Regions from separate parts of the Triticum aestivum genome. Here region 2 is linked to region 1. Evidence: chromatin contacts called from public Hi-C data. All regions are on one chromosome and are shown on one strand. Each heading gives the region's core, a stretch centred on a gene start, on an enhancer-like site or on the middle of the called end of the contact. The rest is flanking DNA. Distances are from core to core; before and after follow the strand shown.

Region 1 (2,919 bases), core at 256-2,755:
CGGTTGCTCACAACACCATTGACACGCCCATGCGTCGCTAGTGGCTCCTTGTAGCATCACCGCTTGGGGTATGCAACATTGGTGTTGTCATTTGCAGCATCGGCATCGCTTGCTAGGTCACTTGTCATTGTCAGGCATACATAGCATCGTCGTCTGGGTCCGCAACATTGCCGCCGATCACTCACAACATCGCCGGCGGTTGCTCACAGTATCATGAGTGGGCAGTCTCATGTGTCACCGTTTGTCACTCACAACAGTTGGGGTTGCCTATGGCAGCACCGCAATAGGGCCACGACCAGTGAGCCGGTGACTCGCATGGTGGGCGGGGGTGAGGGGGAGGGTGCGGAAGCACATGAGTGGAGGATAACTGAACGAATATCCATTTCTAAGTCCAAACTCATCTGCATCCGGTCAAGAAAAAATACAAAAAATACCATTTTTTTGCATGGTGGATACTTTGGTGCATGAGGTACACTTCAAATTTTAGATCATTTGAACATATGAGTAGTTCTCAGTTTTTTTTTAATTAGAACAATACATAAACAATAAACTTTTTTACAAACCCTAAATTTGCCTCTTTTGCAGAGAGCTACTCATAGCGTACCTCACGCACCAAGCGCCTGAGCACCGGATTGCTGCTCTCATAACTAAACCATTTTCCCTTCTTTTTTTTTAAAAAATAAACATTTTTGCTATTGAGATAAGGATACTTTTTTTTGAGGAGTTTGAGATAAGGAATATCTTTTTTTTAGAATCTTGAGATAAAAAATCTATTTTTTTGCATGATAGATAATTTGGTGTATTCCTTATCTCAAACCCCTCAAAAAAGTTATCCTTATCTCAAAAGCGAAATGATTCTTTTTATATAAAAAGGGAAAATGGTTTTATGAGAGTAGCGATTCGGTGATCAGACTCATCTGCACCCTCGATGAAGAAAAAAAATTCAAAAAAATACCAGATTTTTTAAAAACTATTTTTTGCATGGTAGATAATTTGGCGCGTGAGGTCCGCTCCAAATTTCAAATCATTTAGACATCTGAGTAGTTTTTTTTTATTTTTAGTATTTGTCTTGAATTGTTTTTCTTCATTGAGGGTGCAGATGAGTTGATCACCGAATCGCTGCTCTCATAAAACCATTTCCCCTTTTTTATATAAAAAGAATCATTTCACTTTTGAGATAAGGATAACTTTTTTTGAGGGGTTTGAGATAAAGAATATATTTTTTACTCCCTCCGTTCCCAAATATTTATCTTTCTAGGCATTTTAAATGAACATAATATACGGATGCATGTAGACATATTTTAAAGCGTAGATTCGTTCATTTTGCTTCGTATGTAGTCACTTGTTGAAGTCCCCCTAAAAAGACAAATATTTAGGAACGGAGAGAGTAGAATCTTGAGATAAGGATAACTGAACAATAATGTCGTGCCTTTCTCTCTTCCGGCTTTGCATGCTGGGCCGACTTCTCACATTCCTTCTGGACCTCATTGGTGGGGCGGCCCTACATAATGTCCGTGTCCCATTTCTTTCTTGAACTAGAGCAATCACACTCATATCTTCCCGTGGCCTCCCGAACTGCCGCCGGCGATCGCCATAGCCTGCAGTGAGCCGCCGCCGTCGTCCAACATGAAATCCGCACCAGCCGCTCCCACCACCATATGCGGCCTCGGAGACGACCTTCTGTGCGAGGTGTTCCTCCGCCTGCCCTCCCTCCCGAGCCTCGTCCGAGCAGCCCTCACCTGCCCCGCCTTCCTCCGAGCCGTCCGCTCGTCCCCCTCGTTCCGCCGCCGCTTCCGCGACCTCCACCCGGCCCCGCTCCTGGGCGTCTTCCTCGACATCTACGACTCCGCCATGCCCGCCTTCGTGCCTAACCGCCACTGGTCCGATCCAGACCACACCGCCGCCGTCCGCGGCGCCGACGTCTTCCTCACCCGCGTCCCCGACGTTGAAGACGAAGGGTCCGACGACCCGGACCATGCCGCTGCCGTCCGCGGCGCCGACGTTTCCCTCACACGTGTACACGAAGACGAAAGCGAAGGCGGCGACGGCGACGGCGACGAAGAAAGTGAATTCGAAGGCGGATACAAAAGCCCCGGGTGGTCGATGACCTCGTGCCGCGACGGGTACGTGGTTCTCGTCAGCCGGAGCACCAAGCGGGCGGCCGTCTACGACCCGCTCACACGGCGCCTGCATCTCCTCCGCGCGCCGCCCGTTGAGACCCGCGAAGACGCCGAACCTGAGTTCGTCGTGGTCACCCCCGAAGAGGACCCCCGGTCGTTCCGCGTCGTGTGCATCTCCAAGGAAATGAGGGCAGCGCAGGTCGCCGTCTTCTCGCCGGGCAGCATGGAGTGGCAGATCTTCCCGAAGGTGGGGAACCTGAAGCAGTTCCTTGTATACAATGGCCCAATTGTGAATTCTGGACTCGAAGGGGCTTTGACGAAGAGGAATAAAGATTAGAACTCGGGCGATTTTATCACCGGAGAGTGAAAGGCTCCGTCGCTCAGAGCTGCTGGGGTTGCTGCAGATTGCACCTACGAAGTGCTGTACTAGAGACTTGGAGCTGCTGTTCTTTAGCACCTCCTAGTTGGCTAGTTACAATAATGGGTACTGCTATTTGCGCAATTGCGCTTACTTCTTGGCTACTTCATGTCATGCGCCTATCAGTTGTGTGAACTGTCATGTTATTAATCTTACGTTTGTGATTGTCAGCTTGTCCACTATGGATGTATATGAAGAAAACTGAATTTAAATAACCATTTTCTCATGAATTTGTTATCACTAAGTTATAATGTCGTGCCCTGCTAAGCTATTACTCCCTCCGTTCCGATTTACTCGTCGTGGTTTTAGTTTTGAACTAAAACCACGAGGAGTAAATCGGAACGGAGGGAGTACTAGATGGGTACCTGGTGGATACGGGCA
Region 2 (2,919 bases), core at 129-2,628, 130 kb before region 1:
TTGCAAGAAAGTCCTTGTACTTTCAAACCTCTAAAAAGGCCCTCATCTTCTTCCTTCCTCTGAAGCAAGAGGTAAAAGTTTGGTTTTAAAATGAACTGAATTTGAATTTAAATTTTTTGAACTTATTTTTCCTTCTAAACCTGCGGATTGCTTATTTAAATCTTGCATGTTTCTGCAGTAGTGGATATCATTGACTAAGACGGAAGACCGAGACGCCTTGGACCTCCTATCTTCTAAAATTCAGGCTTCATCGTCTTCTTCATCACAGCAAGAGCCACATGGCTAGATCTCCTGGATGACCTTTTGGCTTAGCTATTGGCAGTGTTTGCTTATCGCTCTTGGTTCATGTTTCTTAGTTCCGGCCTGCGTGCCGAGGTTGTGGCCTGTGAGCCCTGGAACGCTGCCTGGTGGCTTTATTTATAAAGTCAGGCTGATGCTTTTCCTTGAAAAAAACCTTAAATTTTATTGGCGCATTTAATATCCAATCAAAATTACATGAAACAGTGAACAACTTTAGGTGTCCGTATTTACTGGTGTACAGTGTATATGTGTAACAATAAACCAATCAAGCTAACAACAGGCAGCTTCGACCGTGAAGCTCGTGCGTCGTTTTTTAAGTCCGGAACTTGGACTTGAGGAGCTTGATGATCTCGCCGTCGACCTGGAAGCTCTTGGAGAGGACGGCGTCGGGGATCTCCGGGTCGGCGCCGAAGAGCGACGGCGCGGCAAGGACAACTCCGGGGAGCTGGCTGTTGAACACAGTGACGGCCCTGGCGGCCTCCTTGCCGGTGTTGAACTGGAAGTGCACCATGCCGCGCGGGATGACGAAGCTCTCGCCCTCCCGCACCACCTTGGAGTAGAAGGTGCCGGCGGTGCTGACGAACCCGACGAGCATCTGGCCGGTGACGACGTGCACGAGCTCGGCGGCGCGCGGGTGGCTGTGGAGCGGGTTGACGCCGCCGGGGGCGAGGTCGACGCGGTTGATGGAGACGCCGAGCGTGTTGAGCCCCGGGAAGGCCGCCACGTTGCCGGACGTGACGCTGGACCCGAACGGGCTCTCGGCCGCGTCGGCGGCGCCCGAGCGCGCCAGCCCCGCGAAGAAGAAGTCGTCGGAGACCACCGCCGACGCCGGCTTGCACGGGAACCCCGGGTACGATGGATGGTCGGCCGAGCCGTTGGTGGCCGCCGCCACGCAAAAGTCCTGCACCGGCTCCGGGTCTGCCGCGCACGCCGAGACGAGCGCGGCGACGGCCACGATCAACAGGAGCACCGGCGACGGCATGATCGAGACTCTGGAGCGCGCCATTGCCGACGAGATTTTTTTTTTTAAAAAAAAGAGCCGATGAGGTTGTTGGCGCGTACGTGTTGTGGTACTGTGGTGAGGATGATCGGGGATGGGTGTATATATAACACGGGAGAGAAGAGTTGGGATGAAGGGAGGGAACAAATGTCAAAGGGGTTGAAGGATTCAAAAGCTCACTAAAGTCTCCCTTCATTTCGCACCGAGACGTGGACATGTCTTGTTCGAAGTTTCCGTGCATCGTCATCGGTAACTAATCGGGGACACACGCCATGACCAACGAAAATTCCCATTTTTTTGTGTTTTCTACAAAAATAAAAAATACACAAAGTTTTGCAAACAAAGCTTTACGTTTGGTGCAATTACATGAATTTTTGTGCCTCGTGAAAAAATAACAAATTCGGTGCAGTAAAGTGCTTTGCTCGTAGGCACAATTTTTTATCACTTGTTGAAGAACATGAACTAACACATTTTCACACGCAAATGTAATTGACATACTTGTTTCAAGATTTTTTTTGAAATTTTAAAGTATATGTCTTCGGATTTTATTTTTTTCTAAACTAATTGGTGCAAAGTCCAACCGGGAGCACGGAATCCACGCACGCGTTATCGACGCCTTTTTTACCACGGTCGCCCTGGCTAATTTGTTAGCTGCGGTTGGTGTTTGGCGCCAATCATCTAGATTCTTTTTTGCAAGACGCTTTCAAATCCTAGTGCTTTGGCGACTGGAGACTGGTCGCGTGTTCATCATCGCCATCAGTGACGAACAACAGTGGCTTGACGTGCGAGCCAGGGTGACGAAGATTTTTGGTTGGTGGAGAGCGGAGGAGACCCGGTCGGCCAAAGAGGTTTCTTGTTTCTTCTCCAATTGATTGGAAGGTGAACTGAACCACGCGCACTCATGTCATGAAGTGCTCACCACATACACAAGCATGCCGGGTTTTTTTTCTTGTTGGCGGGAACACAAGCATACCGTTGAAGTGTGCGTGGATTGCCCAACCTTCTCTTTTGGTTCTACTGATTAGTGCACGAAACTGAATGCCACAGTTTTAAAAACCAGATCACTGGGGTCCTCCGTTCAGGTTTTCACCGACCGGACCGCCGGTTTGGTGGCTGGTTTTTTAAGCCATAAATAAGAATTTTTCTTTTTCTTTAATAACATAGTACAAACACACAGCGCATATCTACGCACATACACTTAACCCTATGAACACATGTAAGCACTCTACCCGAGCACCTCCGAGAAACTAAGTCGGTACATCATCTTAAGATTGGCGATGTCATCATAGATGCTTTCATAGTCGATAAGAACGTCTGCTCCCACTGAATGCACAACGCTGGAAGGCCTAGAATAAATCCAAGAAAATGAAGGCATATAATAAATCCAGAAAAATGCGAGCACCGGTGTCTAGTCTAAGACACTATCTTCCTAATCATCCTACCACAAGTTGGTCCGCATGAGATGTATCAAATATGCGAAGTTTGGATAGCTTGACAAGAAAATAGGCTAGGAAATTGAGCCGAGTAGGCCTGTTTTCCAGTCCATGCTGAATATACAAACTTTAACTCTCTTTTCCTCAGAAAATGAAAACCTCTCTTTCGCTGCAGAAAAAGAAAAC

Evidence for each region. A called contact is a pair of places that touch in the nucleus more often than the background predicts.
Region 2: a Hi-C map of an unstated tissue shows a contact between it and region 1, with 6 times the contacts expected there. The contact joins the promoter of LOC123108106 here to the promoter of LOC123108105 in region 1. A contact is called at or near these places in 2 of 5 Hi-C or Micro-C datasets (leaf and an unstated tissue).

What each region holds. Positions count from the first base shown.
Region 1 is chr5A:636,254,956-636,257,874 of IWGSC CS RefSeq v2.1, reverse strand. LOC123108105 reads left to right here and starts at 1,505. Exons shown (of 1, transcript XM_044529957.1): 1 at 1,505-2,775. The coding sequence starts at 1,627. The coding sequence ends at 2,457.
Region 2 is chr5A:636,384,034-636,386,952 of IWGSC CS RefSeq v2.1, reverse strand. LOC123108106 (germin-like protein 3-7) reads right to left here and starts at 1,378. Exons shown (of 1, transcript XM_044529958.1): 1 at 435-1,378. The coding sequence starts at 1,306. The coding sequence ends at 614.